Regions from separate parts of the Mus musculus genome. Here regions 1, 2 and 4 are each linked to region 3. The links are chromatin contacts, called in public Hi-C and HiChIP or PLAC-seq maps. All regions are on one chromosome and are shown on one strand. Each heading gives the region's core, a stretch centred on a gene start, on an enhancer-like site or on the middle of the called end of the contact. The rest is flanking DNA. Distances are from core to core; before and after follow the strand shown.

Region 1 (3,409 bases), core at 886-3,385, 230 kb before region 3:
AAATACCCATGGCTCTGTTCATTTTATATCTTCCACAGTTAGTTGTGAACTCAAATCAGTGGCCCATCTCCCCCACCCTCCATCAGGACCACCCACTGTGTCTGCTCCCCATCCAGGTCGCACAGGATACTTACACATATATGCTTACTGGAGACCAAACATGAGACCAGAGTTTGGGTCCCAGAAGCAAGGATTTCTTTGTGTGGGGAAGTGGATGGGTAACATTGGATATATATATATATATATATATATATATATATATATATATATATATATATATATATAGACCCTTGAATGTAGAGGGTTCCTCTAGTGGAAAAAAAAATGGTGAAATGACAAAGTTCACTTCCTCCTGCATCATTGTTATCTCTGAGAACATGGTGACATGAAGTAGGTTCCTGAAAGCAATACTTCTCAGTTACATTATTTTCCAATTGCTCCAAACAAGGAACATTGATGAGGTGAGCCAGAGACTGTAGCTGTCCAGCAGCCCTGGAGTACCGGGTACACCTGGAAGGAGAGCTGTGGATGGATTAGGATGGTGGAGGAGGGGAAATAAGGAGCCAAGACAAAGGTTCTCTGATCAAAGCACAAAGTTTAATTTTCAGCCCTGAGTTTATATAGGCAAAACCCAAAACCCCATCCCTTTGTTTCGACTGCATTGAGTTGCAAAGTAAGCTCAGTAGGCAGTCAGCTACTCAAGGCTCAGTCAGGAAGATGCAAATGTAGGCCAGGCCCCAGGTCCCTGGTTGTCAGTCTTAGATGGAGATTTGTTTAGCCAACTCAAGTTTGGGGGAAGGGCACGAGAGAAATTCTGGTCACAGCTTAAATCTTTGAGAATTGAGTTTGTATTTATAAGTAGTAGATTCAACTTCTCCCTTTCATGGAATAAGATACATACATCCCCATCTGTTTTTCATTACTTGGAAAAAGTCCAGGTTTTATCCTACAATTTGGCACAATAGTCCAGTTTGATCATAAAAGTCAACCCAGCACCAGTGTCAAGGAGACACTAGAGGATAGTAGGAGCTGTGACAAAGTCTATATGTAGTTCACAGCTCTTGGGAATGAGATGGAGGGTTACTCCATGAAATTTACAGGTCTAGCTGAACAGTTCTTCCTTTTACAACAGAGGTCAAAAAACATAGGGTGTTGTTGTTGTTGTTGTTTGTTGTTTTGGTTTTTTTATGATAATGTAAAAATAAATTGGAAAAGTTTTAAACATTGTAGATGTAAACAAAACCTATCTAGACAGCTATGACCTGTCTAGAAATGTCTGAGCCACTACTGAGAATTTACCTTGATAACTTGGTGGAAGTAGGAGGGAGACGGGGTGAATGAGTCAATCACACAATGTTATATAAGGTGGAGGAGAAGGTAGAACAGAGAAGTATATTAAAGTTCAGTTCTTCTAAAACTTGAGTTCATACGCTTTCTGGCTCCTCTTCAGGCTCTAATTATAAATTAATTGAGATCATTTAGAATTCTTATAATAACTTCACCTCTTCATGAAATCTAATATGGCAAACTTCATAAATATTACATTGTAGCTAAGATGATGTGGGTAGGCCTGAACTTCTCCAATTCCCCAGAATGTTACAAACACACTCTCATGGACTCAGATTTGGAGGTCAAGTCTGGTTGTATACTGGAGAGCAGGGCTTTTTAGAACTCTGGTAAATGTGGCAGATCATACTGAGTCTGTCTGGTCGACCCTAAGAATGTCCTGTTTCCTATCTCTGTACTGCTTGCTGTAGCTCTCCAGGTCTCACTTCCAGCATTCTGCATTTATAAATCCTCCGTGAATCTGACCTAAAAGAGCACACTTATAATCTTGTTTACACAACCCTAAATAAGTCAAAACTGCTACTTCTTAGTTGGTCCGGTAGTTGCCTATTGAAAGAGCAATTCAAATCAACATGAAGAGCCTCTCTTCTTCCCTGGTCCATTGTGTTGTAAAATCCAAAGAATCCCGAATCAGTAACTTTCTATGAAGCTCAACAACTAATATCCCTCCCTACTCTCAAAGCTGGGGAGAAAATAGTTTTTCTTTATCTTGACACTACATCCGTACAGTGGTGAAAGGGGAAAGGCTTTGGTCACTTGTATTGTGTAAGAAAGGAAGGAAGAAAAAGGGGCGAGGCAAATGGACACCAGAAAACAAAGTCAAAGCCCTCTGTTTCCTTGTTCCAGTGAAGCAGAAACACTGAGAGATGGAAGCCAAGTCCACATCCTCGCAGCAGAGACGTCAGCTTGCTGGTCCTGGGAGTCGGTGCTTTTACTTTTAGCATCCTGATGAGCCAGGCATTCGCTACAGAAATAAACCAAACGGGAGGCAACTGGTAGAATATTAGACTGTGTTTGGTCTGGCAGGAACTTCACACTTCCATCTCCTTCGTACCTCCTCTCTCATTTCCTAATCAAGTTAGGATTCGCTGAGATCAGAATTAAGTTTCTATTTCCTGAGCCAGTGAAAGCCAAGGGAGATGACTTAGCATTTGCTGGGCAAGGTGGTTATGACTTAACCAAGGAGAAGAAGGAAGGCAAAGAGGGACCTCAGGCACCCCAGATCTCAGCTAAACACATCTTCTGCAGTAGGAAAGAGCGAGAGACCCTGACCCAAAACTGTACCATCACCTCCATGACTCTAATTACGGGGAGAAGAAAATGGAAGACAGGATGATCTCCCAAACAGTGAGTCGCTAAATGTATGGTTCCTCAAGATGCTTTTTTGAGGAATGAGCCTGGGGTATATGGAACTCTGAAGAAAAAAAGGAGAGAGAGAGAGAGAGGGCACTCAGAAAGCATCATCAGAAGTTCTGAGGTGCACAGTATTACTAGTGACTACACAGGTGGCTCTAGCGCCCATCACTAACAGAAATCACCCAACTGTTCCCAGCCCCCAAATATGCATAAGCTAGTGCAGGCACAGTCTGGCTCTCTTATTTGTTTTCCCAGTGGGCTAGTCCTTGGACTTTGGCCTCTGCCTCTTCAGTAGCACACCATAGAGAAACTTCTGGGTCTGACTCCTACCAGGTAGACCTGTTTTATTTCCTGTCTATACAAATTCAGTACAACCCCCTTCACTTCCAACCCAATCATTAAAGATTGACTTCCCTCCAGCCATGACCTTCATCCCTGCCTCAAGTAAAGGAAAATACAACAGACATCAGTGGAGTGATGGAGTCCCATGTCAGATCCTGAGGACAGGAGACAAAACGAGATGAGAATTTTAATCCCAAGAAGCTTGGGGCAGATGAGAAGAGAACCACGAATTTATCCAAAATCCCCAGAGCTAATAAAAGGAAGAAGAAAGAAGAAGAAGAAGAAGAAGAAGAAGAAGAAGAAGAAGAAGAAGAGGAGGAGGAGGAGGAGGAGGAGGAGGAGGAGGAGGAGGAGGAGGAGGAGG
Region 2 (3,029 bases), core at 400-2,899, 150 kb before region 3:
AGGATTTTCTCTGCAATAAAATTCTGGTCCCCTAGACTTGAGCCTACAGTAATCATCAGTCTATAAAACAAGATGAAATCAAATAAATTAGGCTCAGCTACATTTTACAGCACTGTCTGCCTCGCTGGCCTGAACACTCTGGTTTCAAGTGGTCTTTTTGAGAAAGTAATTATCTGTGACAATATTAGCTTTCAGTTGCATTCCATGAACACTCAAGTTTCTCAGCCCCTTAACTCAACCTTTCAGACAACAGGTTCGCCATCAACAACCCCAGCACTTGTTCACCAAAATAAAATGATAAACAAGGAAACACAATCATATAGCTAGCTCTGTTTGTAGGTTGGTACACTTTTGGAAAATTTATGCCCACAAAATAAAACTGAAAATGTTTGGCAACTGTCAGTCAAAGAGAGACCTGAAAGAACTCACGGTTCTGAGGTACTCGTTAATCCCCTACATGGTCAGTGACTGGAAGTTGAGCCTTGCATTCTGACACAAAAAGAGGCAGGTTGGGTTCTTCAGTCATGCTTAGGCCTCATTTTCAAATTCTCTACCATAACCCTTCCTCAGGTGGTTCATCTATGGCAGTGTTGCTTAGAAAGACAATTCAAAGTTGACAATATAAGATGGGCCAATGAAAGAGGTAGGAAGTTAGGCCCAGATCTTTCTGAGCCCAGAACTCACAAAACCAGTGTTTTGCTGCTGTCTTTCAAAGATGATTTGGGATGGATATTTATGAAAAAATCTCTAGGAACCACCTCAACTGTCACAATGCAGGGTGTAAATGACCATGGAGGGCTCAAATGTGATACCTGGTGACACACTTCCAACTAAGGCTCAGGAAAATTCACAGAGAAAAAAAGCCCAAAAGGTTGAAAGGGGAACAGAATTATTCCTGGTAATAAGGTAAATAAGAACTCTCCCTCTCCCCTCTCCCCTCTCCCTTCTCCCCTCTCCCCCTCCCCCTCTCTCCTCTCTTTCCCTTCTCCCTTCTCCCCTCTCCCCTCTCCCTTCTCTCCTCTCCCTCTCCCTCTCTTTCCCCTCTCCCTTCTCCCCTCTCCCCTTCCCCCTCTTCCTCCTCCTCCCTCTCCCTCCTCCTCCTCCCTCTCTCCTCCTCTCTCCCCTCTCCCCTTCCTCCTCCTCCTCTCTCGTCCTCTCCCCTCTCCCCCTCTCTCCCCATCTCCCCCCTCTCCCCTCTCCCTTTTGATACAAAGTCTTACTACATAGCCCAGGCTGGCCACAGACTTGCTGCATAGCCCAGGCTAGCCTGGAACTTGCATTATGTTCCTATCACCTACTGAATGCTGGGATTGCAGGTGTCCGGCTTCAGCCCCAGCCCCAGGCCCTTCCTGATCATTTGTGGAACCTGTGGTTCTTTTTCAGAAGAGAATTTCTACAGCCAAAGCTTAGTGTTTTACTGAAGATCACAGAACACACCTTAAAAACAAAAACAAAAATCCAACTAGTCTTGAGTCACTGAGCTCTCAATTTTCATTTTCAGATGTAAGCAGCAAGGCGCCCAGTGTTCCTGTCTGCCTCTGGCATGGACTTTTGTATCTGGAGAGTGGGAGCAGCTCCTGTTACAGTAATTCTCACGAACTCACATGTTTTAAATGAAGCCTGGCTGCGAAGGAAGTCAAGGGGAAATGGAGAACTGCCCGTGATTGCTCGTCCCCAGCTCTGCTCGGCTCGCTCCATTCCGCACACAGCTGGCCTGAACAGAAAGCACTCTCCTAAATTTAGCCTCAGATTCATTTGAAAGACTCTTTCATGTCTTATCACCATCTTGTTGGGTAGCTATGTGGGCTTTTAATTTCCTGTTCTAAAATTTTACACCATCCAAAAATTAAATCAAAATGTTTTTATGTTGCTTTAGGACTCTCTCTCTCTCTCTCTCTCTCTCTCTCTCTCTCTCTCTCTCTCTCTCTCTCTCTCATGAGGCTAGCATCTTGCATCCATTCACCAATGTGGCAAAACCAAGAAGGGAAATTAATCTAACCACTACTTATATTTAGCACCCCAAAGGGAGCTCTGTGTTTTCTACGATGACAGAAAAGGCTGTAGTCTCCAGCAAGCACTGTCTTCTGCTCGCACACTTCCTGATGAGAGGGGATTTTTCAAGGGATGGTCTGTCCTTTGAAGAGAAAGAGGATCCTTCTACCCTGGGAGGTGTTAACCTAAATATTTACATGTGGCAATAATTAACAGGGAAATAGTACACAACACTAACAAAGAACAGACTTGTGGCATACCGTCATAACATTGGAGAACCTTGTCTGATGTTGCGCTAAAAAAAAAAAAAGGTGAGTTCCCTCGTCACACTCAAAGCTGATCTTCATATGAGTGCTAGATGAGTCAGTGACTGGAAGGGCCCAAGGGAAGCTTATGCACAACATGACTTAAGCACAACATGCTTGCACACACTCACACATGCACATACACATGTCCAGTGATTGGTATTTAAGATAATGCTCTTTAACAGCTTATTCAATGTCTTTATGCTTCACTAAAGCCATGTTTTGATTTTTGAAATGATTCAGACTGTTAGTAACAACTCCGTTTCCTACAGAACTTGTTATATTTTGTTTTGGTTTTCTTTAATACTTATTTTTCTGTTTTATTATTTATGTGTATGTGCTGTGTTTGTGTGCAGGTTCCTACAAAGCCCAGCAGGGAGTGTCAGATTCCCCGGCGCTGGTGTTACAGGTGTTTGTGAGGAGCCTGATGTGGGTGCTGGGAATTGAACTTGGGTCCTCTGGAAGAGAGCAGTACATGCTTTAAACACTGAGCCACATCTCTAGCCCTTGTTTTGTTTTCTCTAGACAATGTCTTATAGTATGTAGCACTGGCTGTCCTGAAATTTATTGTGTAGACCAGGCTGGCCTCAAAGTCATAGAGACCTGCCTGCCTGTCTCTACAGTGCTAAGATTGACTCCATCTGCCTCTAAGGTACTTTTAAAAGTGGAACCTAAAACCTAAAAGCCTAAAATAGTTCCTTATTTGTTATAAAATCCAAACAGCTCTGAAAG
Region 3 (3,447 bases), core at 827-3,326:
GAGAGGTGAGGCAGGAATAAAAATGCTGGGTGGGGACATAGAGGACCTGATCCTGTAACTCTGTAAGCAAACACAGTCATGGCTGTGTCAGTCCGGAGAGTTACCTTGACGACCTGTGGAGTTTGGGAAGGAGTAATAGAGAAAGGAAAGAAGAGAATTTTCTTCTTGAACTCTGATCCCTTGATTTAAATGTTAACTTCCCTATACTTTTGGGTTGTTACTCAGCCACTTAAGACAGAGGGTGGAGAAGCAAGATTACAGGTCTCACGGAGGTGCCTGTAGGAGAAGGGAGGGAGGGAGAGAGGGAAGCAGCCATAATGTGTGAGGTATGCAGGCCCATTCTTGCCACACCTGTGTCCTGAAGCCTTCAAGGCTCCTACAACTGCAGGCCAAGCCCCACTCTCTCCTCTGGTCACTTGGGAAACTGCTAAGGCTCAGGGTTTACGGGAAGCTAAGAAAGTTCGAGAAGCACAAACACTGGTCTGTTTTAGTCATGCACTGAAACTATAAAAAAAAAATAATTAAGGGCTGACAATGAGTGTCTTTGTGGGATCAGTCTGAAAGATTCTTCAGCTAGAAAGTCACTACATCATAATGACGATGGGGGTGGAAATTCTACTCTTAGCAGGATTTACGATCGTGATGTACAACTTAGGAAATGTCTTCTACAGCCCTGCTTATTGATTTGTGTGCTGAGTTTATGGAGACTTAATCAGACGATGCTTATTATTTGTCATTAAACGTAGCTGGGCATGAATGTGTACATGTGGAGGCCGAGGGTAGATGTCATGTAGTTTATTCCTCTCCACCTTGTTTTTGAGACTAAGTTTCTCACTGTACTTGAAGCTCATCTATTTGGCAAGACCAGCCAGCCAGCAAGGCCCAGGGGTGCCCCTGTCTCTGCTGATACATTTCTGGGACACAGATGCACTTTGCTATTCCTGTTTTTTGTTTTTTGTTTTTAATGTGGGTGCTTGGACCCACACTGAGAAGTTCACGCATATACAGCAAGCCATCTCCTCGGTCCCTTAAGAGTGTCTTTTAAGCTGTCCATTAGTCAAATAAGTTTTAAACCACAGCACTTGGTTTCCAAGTCACGAATAATAGCTTGTGCTAAGACATATCCCAAACTCTAGAAACGCATTTTATCAAAATACCTATCACCTTAAGGAGAACAGGACAAAAACACTTCTGCATACCTGTGTGCTGTGATATTCGTCTGGAGGCCAGATGGTAATGGCAGAAATAGAGAGAAAGCAGTCAAGACACTCGTTAAATGAGTACATCCATGTAGAAGTAAAATAATTACGGCCTTTTCTCTAGCGTATATGTGAATGGCATCTGGGAATTTAAATGAAAGAAAGAAAGGGCAAAATGAAGCCTTCTGAGACAGGATCTTTCCAACTCTCCGCTGCTGTGAGCTCTCGAAATTTAGTCCAGCTATTCAAACAAAATGACTCCGGTTGCCTGCGTGCGTACATTGGGGAGCTAACTCTAGTGTGCTTTCTGGTCAGTACTTGTGCGCCAGCATGCAGAACTTTTGTCTTCCTGTTCTTTCCACATACAGACCACCACAAGCTCCCGGTGGAACAAAGTGGGATTTTCTGCTTAACCTAGACTTTCCCCTGAAAGCCCAGTCCAGCTTTTCTAGAAGCATCTGCCAGTCCCCTAGAAGGTCAGGGAGCTGGCACGTCAACACATGAGAAATACCCACACACTTACTTCATATCCTGCAGGAGAAAAAAAAAAAAGATGGCATGAGAAATTTTGTTTCCACTCATTGAAGTAGTTTATCACCTTATGTCTAGTCTAGAAGGTCTGTGGTCAAAACTTCAAGGACAGGATAATAGTCCAACCTGGGCTTGAGCCTAGGGTTAGGATACCTACAATGAATCCTGGCGGATGTGGATTTACATGTTAGTACCTGAAAGCAGATGCAGCCCCCATCCTGGAATGAATATATGCTTCCAAGGGACTTGTTTCCAGAGCGTGGCGGGAGGAACAACAGAGACAGCTCTGTGCCCACACGCTCAGCCATCTGCTGTTCCAACCACACTCCTTCCCCCTCCCCCCCCCCCCCACTTCCTGCACATGATTCATCTTTGCTTTTCTGCCTTCTTCAAAGATAACTGTGTAGGCACTGAAGGAGGGGAAAGTCATTAAGAAAAGTGGAATCTGGAGTTATGAGGATGAGGTAGGGCAGATTAAACAGTCTGGAATTTCACAAAGCAAACAGTGTGGGGTGCAGACAGGATTCTTGTCTCGCTTCGCGGGCGCATCATTTCAACAGGTCGCATCCCTTTCGAACAGGTCCCACAAGACGGGTACACAAGTTGCTAAAGAACCAAAGAGGAATAAACAACGGAAGTCGAGAGAGGGATTCTGGGTAGTCCAACTAGAACTGCCATACACTTCTATCGCCACCCTGACAGCATCTGGCTGACAGCCGCTGGTTGCTCTTATAGCAGGCTATGGGATCTTTATGGCCTTTTCCAGACAGCAGGTAAAAGAGCTACCATGAAAATCATGCTTTTAAAAGCCAGAGAAGGTGATTGTAACAATATCCCTGACACCAGGGAGCACTGAGGGCAATATGTGGTGTGGGAAGTGTGCAAGTCGGCCTGTGCCTGGGTACTTGGGGATATACGAAACTACACCAAAACTGGAGCTACGTGGGCCTCAGTTCAAATCCCTATTCTGCTTCTAGCCTCTAAAACATCAAATTGATAAATCTCTGAGGGTCTCACTAGTCTCGCGGTGAGGGGGTGTGGGGCGGGGGGAGATTGTGAGATAAAAGGACAAAAGGAGATAATGTATGTAACATACTTATGTGGTCCTGAGACTGGAAGCTAGGTAGTGAGTGGGTGAACAGGAAATGCCACTGTTTGCAGGGCTAGAAATACACGCCTCCTCTCTCTCTCTCTCTCTCTCTCTCTCTCTCTCTCTCTCTCTCTCTCTCTCTCTCTCTCTCTCATTCTCATATCTTGTCATTTCATTCAGTTTCTACTGTGTTCCACATCCTAAGGCTAACAGGGTAAATTACTTCAAGCATTAGAATTTTTTGTACAGTGGTTCTCAAGCTTCCTAATGCTGCAGCCCTTTAGTACAGCGCCTCATGTTGTGGTGACCCCCAACCATAAAGTTATTTTCCTTGATACTTCATAACTGTAATTTGCTATTGTTATGAGTCATGATGTAAATATCTGATAAGCAGGATATTTGACCCCTGTGAAAGGGTCATTAGAATTTACTCCCCCCACCAAAAGGTCACAATGCCCATGTGAGAACCCGTTGATCTAGTGCCTTCTAGGGTGATAGGGGAAAGGTAAACGTGTGGAACCTTTCATTAGGACCACACAGATCACAATGTTCTTATTAATTGAGATAGGTGAAGAAAGGAAAAGACACAGAAGCCTTGTAACCCCTCCCCAACCAGAGCCAGCAGCT
Region 4 (3,247 bases), core at 284-2,783, 170 kb before region 3:
AGGGCAGCCCAGCCCCTGGACTGGAAAATTCAAGGTTGGGGGCAGGGTATGCCAGTCAGGGACTGAGGGATGCTGGGAGAACCTGCTTTGATATGTAAAATCTGTACCTCAGTCCCTTTTTGGGGGGTGGGGGGTGAAGTTCTGAAACCAAACACAGGCAACAAATGAGAGAATTAGTTTTCCCCTTGAATGAGCCCCCTAATTGATTACCCAACACCAAATGGTATCCCCTCAAATCACATACACACAAACAACACTCAGTGTGTGACAATAATGAAAAAGAGTCCATGAATTTGAAAGGAAGTAAGGAGAGAAACACGGAAAATGTCAAAGGTAGAGGACACAGGAGAGGTTGGAGGGAGGAACGGAGTCTTAGCTGCTTTGTCATTGCTGGGATAAGATGCTATGTTCATGAAAATCATAGAAAAAAAAAGTTTATTTGGGGCTTATGGTTTCATAGAATGAGTCTATGATGGTGGAACAGTGGGAGCAAGAGGCAGGTTTCTGGAGCGATGCTGGAAGCTCACGTCTCAATGAGCAAGCAGGAGAGAGAGAGAGAGAGAGAGAGAGAGAGAGAGAGAGAGAGAGAGAGAGAGAGAGAGAGAGAGAGAGAGAGAGAGAGAGAGAGAACGCAATAGATATGGTGAGATGATTTGAAAACCTCAAACTGGCCCACAGCAAGACTACACCTCTTAATATCTCCCAAACAGCCGCCAAATGGAAGACAAATATTCAAATACATGAGCTTATGTAGTCCTGTTGCCTGTGCTCTGGACAGCTCTCCAAAGGACTCTACCTGCCCTTGGGGGTTGGAACCGAGCTGGTGAAGAATCAATGACACAGAGCAGGTGAGAAACCTGCAGCAAACTCCTTTAATACCCTCCACCCGCGCCCCCATTGGTCCCAAGAAAACACCTCTTCCAAATAGCAGTTCCTGATTGGCTGGCACTCTTTGCATGAGCAATCCTTGGTCTCTCAGCAGTCCTCAAACAGGTCCTCCTGCAGGAGCTGCTTGGGGGCGGAGCGAGGGTGGGATGGCGGGAGGGGGGAGTATGGGGGTGGGGACAGCGTTTACAAAGAGGCAGCCCTGCTGTCCCTGCTACATGAGCCATTCTCATTCAAACCATCACAAAAGGAGGGGGGAAATGAAATGATTATATTTTAATTAAACTTTTTAATTGTTAAGGGAAAGAAAGAAAGAAAGAAAAAAAGAAAGAAAGAACAAAAGAAAGAGTGATTAAAAAAAATACCAGACTTCAACTTTTTGGATTCTACATGCATACAAACGAATCTATTTATATCCATGTATATACATAAGCACACACTCATGAACACACTTACATAAACATGTGCATACATACACACACACATACAAAAAAAACAGAAAAAAAGTTTGGTATTCAATTCATTTTCACTTCCTTTTAGATGTTTTTCCCCCACTAAAATCTGGTTCCTGAGTCCAGGATGATCTTGGCACCCACCACCTACGAGGAACTCTGTTAATGCGGGCAGAACACAATGCCTTCCTGACGGGGCCTGCAGACAACTGCAGTGCTTGTCACTGAGAGACTTCTGGGAGCTTTGTGCTTTCTTCACCCTGACATCTAAAGAAGATGGAAGATCCTTATTTTAAGATTTTTCAAAGATTGTCTGGATCTTAGTCAGAAAGTGTCACAAAGAAAAGAAGAAAAGTTTTAGTGTTTCTGTGTGTTGGGTTTTTTTTTTTTTTTCAAACTCACTTCCTGCCTACCCAAGTAGCAAGCAGGGCCTTGGTGGTTCTGTTTTGAAGTGGCAATTTCTATAACATCCTTTTGAGATAATTATCTGTTTTTGTGGTTTTGAAAGAATACAATAAAACCTAATTTGAATGCAGATGAGATATTAAAACTGAGGGAATTTTTTTTTTCTAATTCCACCTTTGCAATTTACCTTAGGAAAAAAATTCTTTTTGATTTCTCCCTCAAATTTTTATCAATTATCATCAGTGTAATTTCTTAACAAATTAGACCTTTCGTTCCTTTCCTGCTCATTGATTTTCGGTTCATCCAGTTTCCAATTTGATGCATCTCTTTTAAAGAAAACAGGCAGACCATGCCAGGGAATGATCACACGTTCCCCAAAATGAGGTCTTAATTTCAACTATAGCTGTGGACGAGTGAACTACAACCTGAATAAATACAAAACATCTGACCCTTGCAGCGCTGAGATTGGCCAGATCGCAATCAACTGGTACTTCCTTCTTCCTAATTTTAATTCCATTTGAGAATTGCCCGTGATAATTGGACCCAGGTCTCTTCCCAAAGTAACATTATCTCAGAGTTTACAATTTCGTTAACCTCCTGTGATTAGCAAGAGGAGCATGCCAAAGCCCTCACTGATTGCTCTGGGCTGGGACACGTGGCTCCAGCAAGCCTTGCTTGCATGAAAAGTGGCCGACACTGTGTGACCAACCCAAGCTGATGCAATTCCTTCACAGAGAAAGTACAGTAAAGGGTCCCCAGTTAAGTCACAGAACTGCAGGGGAGCCGTCATGCTGGTTTTAAAAATGAAAACCACCAAGTAACTGAGAAATTACTTTGAATAAGTTCAAGTAAAAACCGTAAGTTCAAGAACCATATTAAAACGTAGAGGATCTGGACTTCTCTGATTGAATAAATACCTTCTTAGCTTACTTCATAACCAGAGATGGAAAAATATTAAAATTAAATGGGATAATTACTTTTCAAATCTGATCTAGCGCTCATAAGAACGAAGCAGGAAATTTTAGATAATCACACCTCTAGTCATAAGTAAGTAGCTAATGAAATCTCAAACTGGGAACATTGATTTTTGAAGAGACCTGAGTCAAATTATAATGAGACCAAATATAGAACTAAAATTAGGTAAGAACTCAAGTAACGTTTTAGTAAAATAATCTCATATTTATAGTATGCCTAAAAGGTATGTTAAATGTAATATTGTTTTGATCATTGGTGTGAGAAGAAACATTTAGAATATAAAATCCAGTTACTGCAGAGATGTTTAGAACTCTTTTCTACCTCAGCTTTAAGAAAAAAAAACTTTGAAAATAACTTTCTATTTCTTCCTTAAATATCTTTGAAAATAATAATCGGATGTAAAATAAATTTCTAAAAGTTTAGAGTGCTTAGAGGTTCTGTAAACTTGAAAGGATATTCATAGTGCATCATGAAAATAAAATCTTTCCCCTTATAGCATCTGGGAAAACCCACACAGCAATTCACACAAC

Evidence for each region. A called contact is a pair of places that touch in the nucleus more often than the background predicts. HiChIP or PLAC-seq counts read pairs in DNA pulled down with a chosen protein or histone mark.
Region 1: a contact with region 3 is called in a Hi-C map of bone marrow-derived macrophages, with 33 read pairs. The contact joins two enhancer-like sites. A contact is called at or near these places in 8 of 39 promoter capture datasets (3T3-L1-derived adipocytes, the C10 cell line, the HPC-7 cell line and 4 more), 1 of 15 datasets of contacts at CTCF or cohesin (CD8 T cells), 7 of 484 Hi-C or Micro-C datasets (DN3 thymocytes, bone marrow-derived macrophages, liver and 3 more), 23 of 115 datasets of contacts at active chromatin or transcription factors (the 230-238 cell line, CD8 T cells, bone marrow-derived macrophages and 15 more) and 1 of 9 other capture datasets (embryonic stem cells).
Region 2: a BATF HiChIP or PLAC-seq map of CD8 T cells shows a contact between it and region 3, with 11 read pairs. The contact joins two enhancer-like sites. A contact is called at or near these places in 4 of 39 promoter capture datasets (liver, neutrophils and pre-B cells), 2 of 484 Hi-C or Micro-C datasets (embryonic fibroblasts and liver) and 2 of 115 datasets of contacts at active chromatin or transcription factors (CD8 T cells and microglia).
Region 4: a contact with region 3 is called in a BATF HiChIP or PLAC-seq map of CD8 T cells, with 12 read pairs. The contact joins two enhancer-like sites. A contact is called at or near these places in 1 of 39 promoter capture datasets (liver), 2 of 484 Hi-C or Micro-C datasets (CD4 T cells and liver) and 2 of 115 datasets of contacts at active chromatin or transcription factors (CD8 T cells and embryonic stem cells).

Annotation. Positions count from the first base shown.
Region 1 is chr10:99,466,452-99,469,860 of GRCm38.p6, reverse strand. All of the region lies in intron 1 of Gm34983 (a long non-coding RNA gene), which reads right to left. Among named protein-coding and RNA genes, the nearest start is that of Gm35035, 7.5 kb to the right of the region's middle. Within about 2 kb of position 2,135, at least 71 of the 459 cell types and tissues checked have an H3K27ac peak or open chromatin away from gene starts, as enhancers often do. A contact at or near this core is called in bone marrow-derived macrophages, hematopoietic stem and progenitor cells and neutrophils, where this site is marked.
Region 2 is chr10:99,392,366-99,395,394 of GRCm38.p6, reverse strand. No RefSeq gene overlaps it. Among named protein-coding and RNA genes, the nearest start is that of Gm34983, 66 kb to the left of the region's middle. Within about 2 kb of position 1,649, at least 83 of the 459 cell types and tissues checked have an H3K27ac peak or open chromatin away from gene starts, as enhancers often do. A contact at or near this core is called in CD8 T cells, neutrophils and pre-B cells, where this site is marked.
Region 3 is chr10:99,240,925-99,244,371 of GRCm38.p6, reverse strand. No RefSeq gene overlaps it. Among named protein-coding and RNA genes, the nearest start is that of Gm34777, 9.6 kb to the right of the region's middle. Within about 2 kb of position 2,076, at least 147 of the 459 cell types and tissues checked have an H3K27ac peak or open chromatin away from gene starts, as enhancers often do. A contact at or near this core is called in CD8 T cells, bone marrow-derived macrophages, hematopoietic stem and progenitor cells and 2 more, where this site is marked.
Region 4 is chr10:99,415,532-99,418,778 of GRCm38.p6, reverse strand. No RefSeq gene overlaps it. Among named protein-coding and RNA genes, the nearest start is that of Gm34983, 43 kb to the left of the region's middle. Within about 2 kb of position 1,533, at least 37 of the 459 cell types and tissues checked have an H3K27ac peak or open chromatin away from gene starts, as enhancers often do. A contact at or near this core is called in CD8 T cells, where this site is marked.